3 separate regions of the Mus musculus genome follow, and all the other regions are linked to region 2. The links are chromatin contacts, called in public promoter capture Hi-C maps. All regions are on one chromosome and are shown on one strand. The core of a region is the stretch at or near the end of the contact, and the rest is flanking DNA. Distances in the headings are between cores, read along the strand shown.

The links. Promoter capture Hi-C pulls out the DNA fragments that hold promoters and counts their contacts.
Region 1: a contact with region 2 is called in a promoter capture Hi-C map of neural stem cells. The contact joins the promoter of Syndig1 here to the promoter of Apmap in region 2. A contact is called at or near these places in 6 of 39 promoter capture datasets (cranial neural crest, hippocampal neurons, liver and 2 more).
Region 3: a contact with region 2 is called in a promoter capture Hi-C map of hippocampal neurons, with 3 times the contacts expected there. The contact joins the enhancer-like site here to the promoter of Apmap in region 2. A contact is called at or near these places in 10 of 39 promoter capture datasets (the 3T3-L1 cell line, 3T3-L1-derived adipocytes, cranial neural crest and 5 more), 1 of 484 Hi-C or Micro-C datasets (myocytes), 3 of 115 datasets of contacts at active chromatin or transcription factors (astrocytes, embryonic forebrain and large pre-B cells) and 2 of 9 other capture datasets (adipose tissue and liver).

Annotation. Positions count from the first base shown.
Region 1 is chr2:149,828,865-149,833,179 of GRCm38.p6, forward strand. Syndig1 (synapse differentiation inducing 1) reads left to right here and starts at 1,919. Exons shown (of 4, transcript NM_001085521.2): 1 at 1,919-2,061.
Region 2 is chr2:150,605,426-150,610,187 of GRCm38.p6, forward strand. Apmap (adipocyte plasma membrane associated protein) reads right to left here and starts at 3,142. Exons shown (of 9, transcript NM_027977.3): 1 at 2,963-3,142. The coding sequence starts at 3,054.
Region 3 is chr2:151,510,266-151,514,813 of GRCm38.p6, forward strand. Nsfl1c (NSFL1 (p97) cofactor (p47)) reads left to right here. Exons shown (of 10, transcript NM_198326.3): 10 at 642-1,045. The coding sequence ends at 804. Among named protein-coding and RNA genes, the nearest start is that of Gm52533, 6.0 kb to the right of the region's middle. Within about 2 kb of position 2,871, at least 24 of the 459 cell types and tissues checked have an H3K27ac peak or open chromatin away from gene starts, as enhancers often do. A contact at or near this core is called in hippocampal neurons, where this site is marked.

The DNA of each region.
Region 1 (4,315 bases), core at 669-3,168, 780 kb before region 2:
CACATAGAGGCAGGTCACAGGGACTCAACCCTGGAGGCCATTGTTCTATTTGGAGGTAACACAGAGACAGTTGGGATCCATGGTGAGTCTTAACCCTACATTTGACAAGTTACCTGACTGCAATTTTGGGGGGAAAACTCGCTTTAAAATTCTAGCAGTTGTAAACCAAGCAGATGCTCTGGCAAACCCAAGTGAACCTCTAAGGCAACCTAAAGGCTGACTACCAAGATAGCTTGGCTTAGACACAGAGAATGAATTATAGTTGTAGGTGACCCCGGCAGTTTGGGAGACAAGACTCTCTCAGCCTTTCAAGTCTCCATCTCTTCAATAGACAAACAGCAGTGTTGATTCTGCATCCTGCATGGCTCTAACAATGGATGCTCAGCCTAGCAGTTCACAGGAGAGCAGAGAATGTTCTGTTCAGGAAGGAACCAGAGACCATAAGCTGTTTTACAGAGAGAGGTAAGGCTGACAGTTTCTGTTAATTTAAGAGATACTAAATGGGGGATACTCACAATGTCCTTTTCAGGCTGTCCCAGATAAAAGAGCTGCCTGGAGCTCAGAGCAACCAGTAGAAGAAAGCCAGGTGCCTAGCTGCTGCAGAAGTTGAGAATGAGTGTGATATTTAGATGTAAAGAAGACGTTCAGATGAACCCAAGCAAGGAGCTTCTCTGAACACACCTGGGTCCACTAATCAGCTCAACCTCCTTCCTAAGCCATCCAAATCTGATTTTTTTGTTTTCTATGTACAGCTAAAGGTCCCCAGAAGCCAAGTGCTGCACAGGGCTCCCAGGCAGGATTTGAGCTACCTCCAACTCTGACACTCCAAATTCTACTTGGCTAGATGCGGCAGTTTCTGGGGGCAAAATCTTGGTTTTGAGGCAAGGGGCAGGAATCTATACAAGATAGCTATAGATCCAAGGAACCACTAGGGAATTAGCAATGTTGACTCCCCAGGGAGAAAAAGTTTGGGTTTGGGAGAGCTGAAGCAAGGTGAATTTTCCCTTGTTTTGAAAGGGGGTCATTCAGATAAGACAACTTTTGATCCTCTTTTTGGCGAATTTTCTAATTCCTTCTCTATAAAATCTGTAAGGAAAACACGCCCACTCGAGCATGATTTTCCCCAACGTTTGAAATGTAGATTGTCTTCGTAGGCGGCTCTACTAGGGCTCTCCTCGACCTACTCCAAGCCACCACTCTGCCCCACCCCCAAGGCGTCGTCGGCCCAGTTTCCTTCCACAGCAACTACCATGGGGCCACCCGCAGTGCACCTACAATGGTGTTGGTCCGAGCTACAGGCTTGAGTCCCAGAGTACCGATTTCAGGCTGGTCTCTGTCTTTATTCCTTCTGCTGGTCAGGACGTGGGTCTTTCTCTGAACCTACAGTGTCCAGAGAAACCTTCTGAACCTCAAGTCGACCTGGAGCCTGGGAGGTCTTTTAGGACCAAGGGAAGCCACCGTTTCCACAGTCGGCGGCTAATTCTTGTCCTCCTAGTTCCCAGTGGCAGTCCCCCTTCCCCCATCTCAGTCGCCCCAACGTTTCCAGACACTAGCCCCCGGCCACCCGCCAGCCGCTATCACTGGCGAGGGCACAGCTAGCCTGGAGCAAAGTTAGTGGCCACCTTCGTGTGCTGCCGCTCTCTCTCCCCCTCCTCTTCCTCACGGCCACCTTCTCCCGGGGACCGCGGCCGCATACTCTTGCACACAAGTCGCCAGGCTCCGCGAGACCAAAGAGTGGAACGGCACATCCCGGGTCACCCCTAGTTCAGCCCGCGCCCTTTGTGCTCCTAGGGGCCAAGAGGACCGGGTTCTGGAAGGGTGGCGCCGCAGCCCTGTGTTCGGCTCTCGGGAACTGTGTGCTCGGGGCAGCCCAGGGCGCTGGCAGTGATCCAAGGAGGGGAGCGGCGGGGGAAGCTGCGCGCAGGGGAGGGCAGAGGCGGAGAGCCACGAGCCCAGAAGCAGAGGCGGGCTCCGCACCGCCCCGCGCCCCTCACGCTTCCCGGCTCTCGAGACGCGCGGGCGGCCGCCTGGGCGCACCAGCCGGGTCACCTTGTCCCGGAGGTAAGTCCCGAGCACCAGAGCTGCGCGGGAGGACCCCGGGCCACCGGAGTGGGCGGGTGTGGCGGGCGCGAGAGGATGCCCTGGCGCAGGCGGGTGTCCTGCTCCGCCTCGCAGCGCGCAGACCAGGCGGCGGTGATGGTGTGCCGGCCGCGGTAAGTCCTGAAGGGTCGCAGTGGCCGGACTAGGGAGACACAGTGTCGCCCCGAGAGAGGGGAGATGGCGCCTGACGGGGAAGATGCAGAGAGGACAGGAACTGGTAATACCGGCCCAGGGTGCGACTTGGCGCCTTGCCACCTTGGGTACCCAGGCGGCGTGAAGGGGCTGCTGTGCGACGTCGGTTAGAGCTAGTGCGTCTGTGTCTTGAGTTCGGCAAAGCCAGGCTGCTGGGGGCCAGGCCGGTGTACTGGAACACCTAGATGATACCGACCAGTCCCTGGAGCTACCTAGCTGAGTCCAAGAGGGGCTGGCGAGAAAGGCATCCGCGGAGGTGGCAGTCAGTGAGGTCCACATGGGACAGGAAAGCAAAGGGCCGAGGGGAAAGAGAATGTAGAGTTCCAGAGCATCAGGATTGGGGTGGGTGGGTGCACAATCGGTTACCTGAGCGGAAGACCGGACTTCTAGAACCCTTCACCTCCATCCAAAACGAGACCGGTTTTTATGAGCTGTCCGGTCCCTGGCAGCGCGACAGTCTGCAGCCTCGGAGCCGCCAGTCCTGGCGCCGAGATGGGCGCAAGCAGATGCGATTAAAGGGTTCAGATTCTAATTTTGTTGTCTCTGGGCGTGATTTCTACACTTCATTCGTGTCCTCTCTGTAAATACTGGAGAGAGTGGAGCATCCATGGAGTTGGACACTTTTCTTAAGAAAGAAGGGCTTTGGGCATGTGCCTGTTTTGTTGGACCCTAGCGGTGTGGTGGAGGAACCTTCAGTTGAGCTTTGGGCAAGTAGGATAAGGGTTGGTTGGCTTTACTAAAGGACCACAAGAAGGGGTCTTCTGGTATTCCTCATTTTCTGTGGGGTGTTCTGCTAGCAGAAGCGCAGGCACACGGTGCCTCAGACTTAAGGTGCGCACCACACTCCTGCGGTGTTTGATGTGGAGGTGGCGCCTCTGCGCTGCGGGCAAGAACTGGGTTGCCTGTGTCTTTCATAGTCTCACCAGGGTTTTTGGTGCAGCAAACAGTGGTCTCAGTTTAGCTGTTTGGGGGACGTAGGGGTCTGACAAATACCTAGGGGCTGTTTTTCTGTTTAGAATCAGGCAGCGGGACATGCATCTCTAGGGCCCTCTTCTGCAGAGCCGCGAGGTGGTAACCATCAGGCTGCGAACTGCGCAGACCTGCAGCTTGAGCGGTGTGGGGGATGGAGGGGGGGACGGTGCAGGGGGTAACAACCTCCTAACATATCTCAGAGCCTGTGGATTTTTCTTTGTCAAGGTGTCTGCAGCTTGGGTGTTTGCAGAGAAGTGGTTTCAAAGAGGGGAAAGGGGGTCCTGATAAAAGTGTCTGTAGCCTGGTGTCTGTTTGGAGGAGGGGAGAAGCTGAGGGGAATTTTCAGAGAAGTTGCTCATGCCTTTGACCGCCGTTTCGAAGTTTTAGACCACAGGTGCGGGGCCTGTGGATGTGTGAGAAAGCATCTTTCTTTCCTCTTTGCTTCCTTCTCTCGCACCTAGGAACACTTTAGCCTTTTGCTGGGACAAGCTTGTCTCTGTAAGTGATCAGATGCCCTTCTCACCCTGCCCCCACTGCCTGCCCCTGCAGAGAGGACTCATAGTAAATTAGCTGCCCCTTTTCAGTGAGAGAGGGTACTGTGGTACCAGGGAAGAGGGAGCAGGAAGGAAGCACTTCAAACTTTCCTATTACAGAAATCTTCAATGATATGGAAAGGTAGAGAGATGCCCTTGGCCTTGGCCGCCTCCTCCTTGTTTCTCAGAGTCCTGGAGGCCTTGTTTGGGAAAGACTTCAAAATCTATTCCCAAAAGGATGACTGAGGGGAGGAATATTCGGTGATTCCACATTATACAAATAAATCATAGCATCATTTGGTGTCTGTAAGCCTATACAATTATGAATGTATGAATGTATCCAACAAAGCAAATGTATTGGTTAAAATAATAAATTATATTGCTGTTAAATTGTATTTTTAAAATGAGCTAGAAAAGTAATATGTTTACATACGGGTTTTTCGTGAGTGCTTCATTTTGATTTTAACTTTAAAAAGAAAAAAAATAATTTCTAGCTGACTTTACCTGTCTGCACATGG
Region 2 (4,762 bases), core at 1,892-4,391:
GTCTTAATTGAGCAGTTACAGAAAAGCAAGTGGTGGTGGCGTACGCCTTTAATCCCAGCATTTGAGAGGCAGAGACAAGTGGATTTCTGAGTTCGGGGGCCAGACTGGTCTATAAAGTGAGTTCCAGGACAGCCAGGACTACACAGAGAAACCCTGTGTCGAAAAACAACACAAAAACAAAAACAAAAAGACCCATTTGAAGACACACGTAGACAGTGCTGAGATGTAAACACTATAATCCTAACTCTCTTATCTCCATCTTAGATTGGAAAATTTGAAAATTGAACTTAGACCTCCAGAAACTCACTAAACACTGTTGTTAAATCTCAGTGCATCTTTCACTCCTGAACACTTACATATACTTAAAAACTAAAGCAAACTTTCTAAACAGAAGGGTGTTTCAAAAGACAGTCTCACAGTGTAAGGATTGCTCTTTCAATAAAGTTCCTGAAGTATTTGAGAAACCCCTGTCAAACAGTGACTCTAACAGGCGGTGGCATGTTAAAATGCCCCACTCGTCTGTGCTCCACACTGACTACAAGGATTCAACAATCAAATCTGCTGTGTAGCTCACTCTGAAGCTTTAACCCCAAGACTCACTCTCACAGCACAATTCTGAAAGATGCTTCTGAATGACAGTCCAGCAGCCAGGTCTGTCCTTCACTCACTCTCACCTCATCCTCCAAGTCTGTAACGTCATTCACTCTCAGAGACCTCAATAACCCTGTCAACGTGAATGTTGCTGTTCCTGCAAGTCAGGAAACTTTCCAAAGTATTGCAAAATGTTCCTTCCTCTATTAAAATCTGTTTTTCTTCTTTTATTCTGATAATCAATCCATTCTGAGGTGTGTCTAAGATTTTTGATACTGCAACCTCCTGTTATCATCTACAAAATTCACACTCTACTGTGCAACAATATTTAGGAAGGAAGGGAGGGAGGGAGAGAGAGAGAAAGAGAGAGAGAAATCTAGTAATGTTTTAAGTCAGTTTAAGATTTTGTGTTAGGTTTGCAAGTTTTAGCAAGTCTAAAATTTATTCTAACATTGTTTGTTTATACTTTTTTCAGATTCCATGCTTTCTTTTTCTTTAATTTTCTACACTGAAAATCAAGTCCAGGACCTTGGATGTATTAGGTAAATGTCCAACCTCTGAACTCCCAACTTTCAGATTTCTTCACAAAACTTTCCTGATTCATATTCAATCCTCTACCCTCACAGTAGTCAAGAAGATAGTTGGACAAACTATTAGAGATGACTACAAGAAAAAAAATACAGGAGAACTGCTGAAAACGACAAACAGGAATGTTATCACTGTAAGTATAGAAAGGTGGCTATAACTCACTTTAAAAGCAGCCATTTCACCGGGCGGTGGTGGTGCATGCCTTTAGTCCCAGCACTTGGGAGGCAGAGGCAGGCGAATTTCTGAGTTCGAGGCCAGCCTGGTCTACAAAGTGAGTTCCAGGACAGCCAGGGCTATACAGGGAAACCCTGTCTCAAAAAACAAAAAACAAACAAACAAACAAACAAAAAAACCCAACCATTACAGATCACTAAAGATAAAATAACAAACATGTTGACAAACAGCAAATATGTTTACAAATGGCAAAGTCAAAACAGTGTAAGCACAAATGTAAGACATTGGAAAAGATCAGATGGAAAGAGACAGTTTGGTGTCTAATTTGTAGTCATTAAGGAAGAAATCCAACAGAGAACCTTAAAAAAAAAAGATAAATATGCCCCTTTGCCTGTGGGTCACAAGTATCACAGAAGCTGTTCTAAATATCAGGCCAATCTATCAAGAGTCCCCGGGTACCCAGGCTTCAAAACACTTTTCTTCTCCAAGTGCCCAGATAGGGCTCTCCACAGCTCCACCCTTTCCTAGTTCTCCTAGTTCCTGCAGTTAGGTTTGGCCACTCCTTGCTTATCCATTAAAAGACTCACCAACCATTAGCAATTAATTAGCAATACCCACAACAAGCAGGGTGAGCAATTTGTCATAATCTACCCACATTTAGCAAGGTGAGTCCTAGTTAATGAGATCTCAAGGCTACCTAGGATGGCTGGTCTCCCTAATCAAGATCCATACTAGTTAGTACCTTCCTGTTCTTTTACAAACTCCTCTTTCCAAAGCCAAAACATGTTTGTATGTTTATCTTATTACCATTAGTCAAACCGATCATCAGAAGCAAAAACTGTCTCTCATCTAGTATGCACCACATCCCTTCATCACATTGCTGGTGACCAAAGAAATATTTCTAATATTTCTATCATATAAGTTAATTCCACAACTTTGAGGCTGATCTAGATATTCAAAGTACAAAATTCTGGTCACCAAGTTGAAAAGTCAATTTTAAATGTCTTCTAGTACGGTTTAAGGAGCATGCTTCATATGTGGGCTAATAGTGCATTTTGAAAGTCAGAAAGACTGGGGCCCAAAAAAAATTTTTCTTTTTAAGGATTTACTGTCAGTAACTACTGTCCCTATTACAAAAACCTGCAAGGCCGAATTCTCAGAAACACTGCCAACAATGTCAGTCGGTTCTCTACTCCACGCTGAGGAGTACAGACTGCGCGGCGTCAATAGATGCAGGAGGAGGACCTTCGCAGAAAGGAAACCCAGCATCTTTTCTGACTTCTCTTTAAGGAAAGTGAATAACAAGGAACGCGAAAGAATCGGCTGACGGCAGTGGTCAGGTGGCTGTCCCAGGAGTATCAGAGGTTCCAACAAGGACAAGTCGGGAAGATGCGTGCAACTAAAGAAAGGCAAAAGGCGTTGGCTCCAGCGGCTGGGTGGCAAGAAGGGACAGAAAAGGTCCACAGCAGCGTGAGGGAGGACAACCAGGTCCACGCAAGGCCTCGCCCCGCAGATTGTCCTGTCAGCCCGAACCCGGCTCCTGGGTCCAAGCCGGGATAATGAGGAGGGTTCTCTCCCGTGGGATGATCCCAGCCCAGGTCCTGCCTACCTGCCCTCCTTGACCTCCGGGACCTGGCCATCGTCCGTGACGACCTGCGGCCGCAGGGGCCGACGCTGCCGCAGCCCGTCCGCTTCGCTCATTCTGCCGCCTCTCCACTGACACCTCCAACAGCGCCTTGACACTCAGCAACGCGGGTTTCAGAACTACTCCCTGGCGCGAGGAAATGACGTAAACTTAGCGCCGGAGCTGCAATGCAGGCCCCGCCCCCTTTTGGAGATTGGCACAGCAGTAAGGCTCCACCCCCTGGCCCCAGCCTACAGCTGCAGGCAAATGGTGAGGGGGTCCCTCCCTCAGTGAGCCGAGTCTGGATAGTGAGGCTGTAGCGGGTCTTCCTCAAGTCCGAGTGCTGGGCGGTGAAGTCTGCAGTAACAAGCTTGCAAAGAGAAGATGCCACTGATTCTTAACGAAATGTGTTCAATGCAGTAATCCCCGCCTGAACTGTTATCTTTTCTGAAAAGATTCCGCTAAAGTTCAAAATGTGTCCTTTTGGTTAAGATCAGATTTTGACTGCTAGATCGTCAAGTGGTTATACAATAGACATTTGATAAATTTTCTAAAGGGAGTTACCTAAAGACAGGCCCAAGTAGAAAAGACTGCTAATAGCAAAACTTTAGGAATCATGAAGCAACCACCAGGTAGTGCTTCCACGGTATTACAGCGAGTCGGACATACTCCAGGAGGTGAAGTGAGCAGACTGCAGGCAAATCCCTCCTTTCTGGAACTAATGAGAGCCATGACTTCAATACATGTAAATTTTAATACAGTGGTGATTTTAAAGAGAGAAACTTGGTCTAGTGGAAGCATTTAGCCGGTGAAGGAATGTGGGGGTAGGATTGGAAGAGAAAGGGCGGACAGGAGAATTTCAGGCAGCAATAACCAAGTAGGGCATTGGGAAGGATCTCTAGGATATAGGTGCTGGATTTTGTACCTCACTTGGGATTTTACAGAAGCAAACATGCCATTATCTTTTCGGCACTAGATGGCGATAGAATGCCACCTCAATGTTCTTTTTCCTCTCGCTTGAGGGAAGTGGAGATTTCTTAACACAGTTCTGTAGGGATCTCAGGTTATATATAATCCAAGGCTTGGCAACATGGTACTTGATTCCATCATTGAAGACAGACATTATAAAGATAATATCGTGGGTAATTGTAACAACTGCTGTGTGGGTCTGGCGCCTACCTGGAGACCTGAATGGCTTCCCCTTCTGATTGCATGTCTCTGACTTTGTCATGTTACTCCTTGTTTCCTTGTGATACGTTTTTTTTTCTACCTCCACCTAAACCACTTTTATCATCCAGAATCCATCTCAAGAGTCATTGCTGAAAATCTCTCATTAACTCTCCAGAGTATCCCCGTCTGTGGGAGGCTCTGTGAACATTCCTGAGCTGTCACAAGTAGCCAGTTACATCCAGTGCCTGTTACATGGATTATGCGTATCCTATGCCCAGTGTGAAACACATGGGCCAAAACAACCCGGAACACACACACGAAGAATAAAAAAGAGTTGAATACACTGAACTTCCTACATAAAAGGAATTCACCAGACGACCTGTGAGCTCCTCAGTTATGGAAGACTGTTCATGAAATTCAGGGCTAAAGTTAGAAATGGTCTTGGAACGGATCGGTTAGAGTTTGTAAACTAGGAAAGTGTCTGGAAGAGCCAGTGGCCATATCTCTAAAACAAATAAGTCCACAGGGAATTGCTGGGAGATACACTCATGGCCTTATCTTGAAGCACATGAGTCTGAATAAGCTGGGGTTAGAATAGGCTGAGCTTCGATCATT
Region 3 (4,548 bases), core at 1,621-4,120, 900 kb after region 2:
CCAGCCTCTCATGGGCCACTACTACATAGTGGCAGAAAGAAACTTCTGTTGATAGGGTATAAGGAAGAATTCTGTTGCCAGTGGCTCTATCCTTGTGATTCCCAGGTGCAAGAATGTGCCTGGAGGAGGGTTCCTAGGACTAAGATGATGCTGGCATACAGTTGAGAAGTGCCCCCTCTGATACCAAAATAAGATGTGTCTACCCTGCTGGGATTCATGGTCTATAAGGCATAGGCTATAGTCAGATGGCCCCAGAAGTATACAACCACTTCTGTGGCAAGATGGGAGCAATAGAAGACAGCCTTCTTTTGTGAAGAGTCCCAAAGTAGAATAGAATGAAAGAAGGCTGACTGTGGAAGGAAGAAAGAAGAGAGATAAGGACAAGGAAGGAGAGCAAAATAAAGCAGGCTTTGGGACTCCAGGAAGATTGTACCTGCCAGGAATGGGGGGCTTCAGGCAGAGGAGGAAATGAGGTTGATGTGCTTCCAGGTGACAGCTTTGGCCACTCTGTAGAGAAGGGACACAGGGAAGCAGGCATGGTAAGAAGGAGCCTTCAGAAGCATTCCTCTTCCCAAAGGCCAGGGTTGGGGGCAATAGCAGAGAGCCCTATTCATTACCTCCAACTTACCCTGCTCCTCCAGGATCAGCGACATCCGGCTCTTCATCGTGGATGCCCGGCCAGCTATGGCTGCCACCAGTTTTGTCCTTATGACTACCTTCCCTAACAAAGAGCTGGCTGATGAGAACCAAACCCTGAAGGAAGCCAACCTTCTCAACGCTGTCATCGTGCAGCGGTTAACATAACCGCCCAGCTGTTGCCTCACCTCCCTAAGTGTCTCCCATGACTGTGGCCATGCCCGTGGGGATTTCCTCCCACCCCGTACACACCTAGCCCTTCCAGTGCCACGTCTCGTCCGTAGCTCTGGATTCTTAGACTTCAGTTGGACATTTGTTTTCTCTTTAGTTGTATTTCCTGGGTTTTTGTGATGATCAATGGACTTTAAAGAAAAAAAAATAAAAAACACAAAAATTTGAAGAAATACTACCAATTCTGTTATATAGAAATTCCCACTGGAGCTGTAATTGATTGCTAGAAAATCTTATCTTGGGGCGTGGTAAGGGGACTTTGCTTTCATCCTCTGCGTAAAAGTCACTGTGTACACATAATCATCTCCTGCTGTGGTCCTCCTGCTGCAGGTGGTTGTGTGGAGGATTCCTCCTAGAATAGAGGGGTTTTCTTTTGGATGTGGCACATGACAACCTTAGTGGGTTCAGGTAGGTGTCTTTTTCTAGGAAAAAAGCAGAAAATGTCACTAATGCTAGCAGCAGATACACATATGGGAATGAATGTCTTATGTATCTTGAGTGCCTTTAACTGTAGTGGTGGTCACAAGAGTCTGTGGAGAAGCAATTTTATTTGGGTATGTATAGTTAACGTGTAGCTTTGGGACGCAAGTTCTGTTTTACACTTGTTCCCTGCCCTTCGGACCTTTGACTTGCAGCAGCTTCAGGCATATCCCAGCCTGGTGAAGACATCCACCATTGAAGGCATAAAAAGGATAGTAGGGACCTTGGATAGAACCTCTTCTGCCTCCTTTACTGTACTGCTTCCTGCCCTGCCCAGAGCCAGGAGCCAATGTGATACTGTGAGCTACCAAGAAGCATCCTTAGACAGGGTCTTAGAAAACAGTGTTCTCCTGGGGTTGCAACGTCTCCGGCATATTGGTTACACCGGAACCAAAGATCTGGAAAAACAAAATTGGTCATTATAAACAGAACAAGGACAACAGAGTTTGTCCTGCATATTGAGTTGCTTGGAAGGAAGTTGGCAGCACCTCTATTTCTGCACTTCACAGGGCCCAGGTCACACTTGGCAAATGGTAGGGTGCATGGGCAAGGTTCCTGGGACCATGCTCTAATGCCCAGGCTTTCCTACATAATTCAGGCCCCTTCCACTACCTGGTTTTGCCTACATCCTCAATGATTTGCAAAGGGTCCTGGGTTTTCCCCCTGCCTGTGAAGTAAATATGGATGGCAGCTGCTTGAACTTGCCCCAGTTCTGTGCCTGGCCCACAGCCAAAGGAACTGCATAGAATGGGCTCCATGCCCAGGAAGGCTGTTTCCAGCTTCAGGCTTCTGTTCTGGAGGCTCAGGTGGAAACATCTGTCCACCCAGATGGGCTTTCATCAGATACTCTAGGGCTGTTGAACTGAGGGCAGTTCTCCACTGCATCATTGTGGATCATCCTAGCATTGCATGACAAGTAGGGGAATCACTTGAAACTAAGTAGGCTGTGCTTAGCATGCATTACAATGCCTGGACATGTCTTGATCTGTCGGAAGAGTACTTCTTATTCACCAGAGTAAAGGTAAGTTAATTATGATGCCTGTTGTGGGGGATAGGATCCCACTGTTTGCTCTGGCTGGTCTGGAAGTTACTATACCTCCATGTCAGGTTTCATGATGCCTTTTCTAACAAGTGCAGTTCAAGCTTGTTCAAAGAAACATGTTTGATCTTACTACACCAACCAACTCACAAGTAGAGTTATATACATCTCTTCCTCCTTAGAAGATGATTATGGAAGGAAGGAAGGAAGCATGCAGGCAGGGACTGAGCACATTCTTGGCTTTAGATGATACTGCCGCAGTTCCTTCCAGAGTACCACTAGCTGTTTCCTGCCATCAATACAATAGAGCATGCCCCTCTCCGCCAGACTCTTCAGGGTGACTTGGAATTTACTAAGAGCAACTGGTACAAACATAGGCCCCCTGCTGCTCCCTCTTTCTAACCTGCTCTGTTCTAACCACTAGATTCAAGACAGCTACTATCTGAGACCCTTTCTCAGGCCCAAATAAAAGGTCTTCCTTCTTACAAATGGGTGTGGCTCTGTTTTAATGGTCTGACTGTCTTCCTAGCTCCTTTCAGAGAGAGCAAGCCTGAGAAGCAGGGTAGAAAGCACATGGTCGAAGCATCTTACCTGTTCCCAGTCTGAGCCAGATCTTGCACATGATCAATCTCAGTAGCTCTGTCTCCCCCCCCTCCCCCCAATATGGTATTTTTAATAATTTGGGGATTTCACACTTGCTTCCTATCCCCATTCCTCGCAGGTCCACCCTTGATCTGCATACACCCAAATTATTCCAAGTCCAATTTGTGTTTCCCATATACTCATTGGAGCATGCTCAGACTCCCAGTGGCCACCCTTAAAGAGAACTGAGTCCTTCCCCACACGGCAGCAGCCTCTCTGGCACCTGCTGGGCCTCGTGGCTGCTCCAAGGAACCTGGTAGACCCTGTGTCAGTACCTTTATCCCTCGATGCCACCTAGGTGCTACTTGCCATTAGCTCCCTGGCCAGCTTCCTTCATCTCTCATGTGGAGTAAGCAGTAATTCCATGGATCTGCCCTTAACCAACATCATGTCTCACCCAGCAGAGGGCTCCTTTCACCACATTAACCATATGCTATGGCCTGATTCTCTAGTGCCCTGTGTGCATTTGATTGTGCCTGGAAACTCCTAAGGGACCTTGCAGGATCAGCTCCTGCCTACTACTATCAGCTCCCCGACATTCTCTGGCCTGTTTATTTGCTCCTTGCCTGATACAACATATACTGTCCATTTGTGTGTGTGTTTACTTTGGCCCTCACTAGAGCCTAACCTCTACCAAGGCAGGGTGTTTGGTATTCTTCACCCACACCTGGCTATGTTCAGCAGTAGTGGGGCAGATGAAATTGAAATGGAGTTGAGATTCTTATGTAAAGGATACACCCCCACTCACAATCTTCCCAGTAGGCTCTCAGCCAGAGAGGTAGCTTTTTAAAGAACATTGGTTACTCTAGCTTCATTCTGTGCAGATGGTTTAAAAAAAAAATGCAGACTAAAACCAGATGAACTTAGGAGGTGAGACATGCTGTGAAGAGAATGTTTCAGCACCTGGCTTACCAGTTACTGCCTACTGAGAACCTGAGGTTGTTGCCAGGACTTGAGCTACCACAAAGAATGCCAGCTACTGCCATTATTTTCACACTAACTTTGTACTTTACCTCCAATGGAAAAATGGGCAGAACTACATTTGAACCATTCACTGTTGTACTGCAAAGCCAGACTTCATGGTTGTTCTGCTGTGAAAAAGGCCCAAAGGACAGAGGTGGCAGTGATGGCAAGGGAGTATGGAGGAGTCTAGAAGAGAGCACCTGAGAGTTGGGTGGTAAAGGATGCCTGGAGATTGGTTTTTTTGAAAAAGAGGAAGCCACTGGACATGGTAGTACATGCCTTTAATCTCAGTACTCAGAGGCAGAGCAATCTATTGTGAGTTCCAAGACAGCTAGCGCTGTGTAAAGAGACCCTAGAGAGAAAGGGTGAGGGTGGGAAGTAGGCAGAGACAGCTGCAGAGAGTTAGGGTTGGGGGAAGAAACTTTCCCATAAGAGCCAGATCTAGCAGACAGGTGGTGTAGACAGGCAGATTTGGCTTTGAGTTTAGGTTCCATTTTCTGCTAGGTATGACCTTAAAGCAGTCACTTAAGCTTCTGTAGTTTTGTGTATCTCATTCA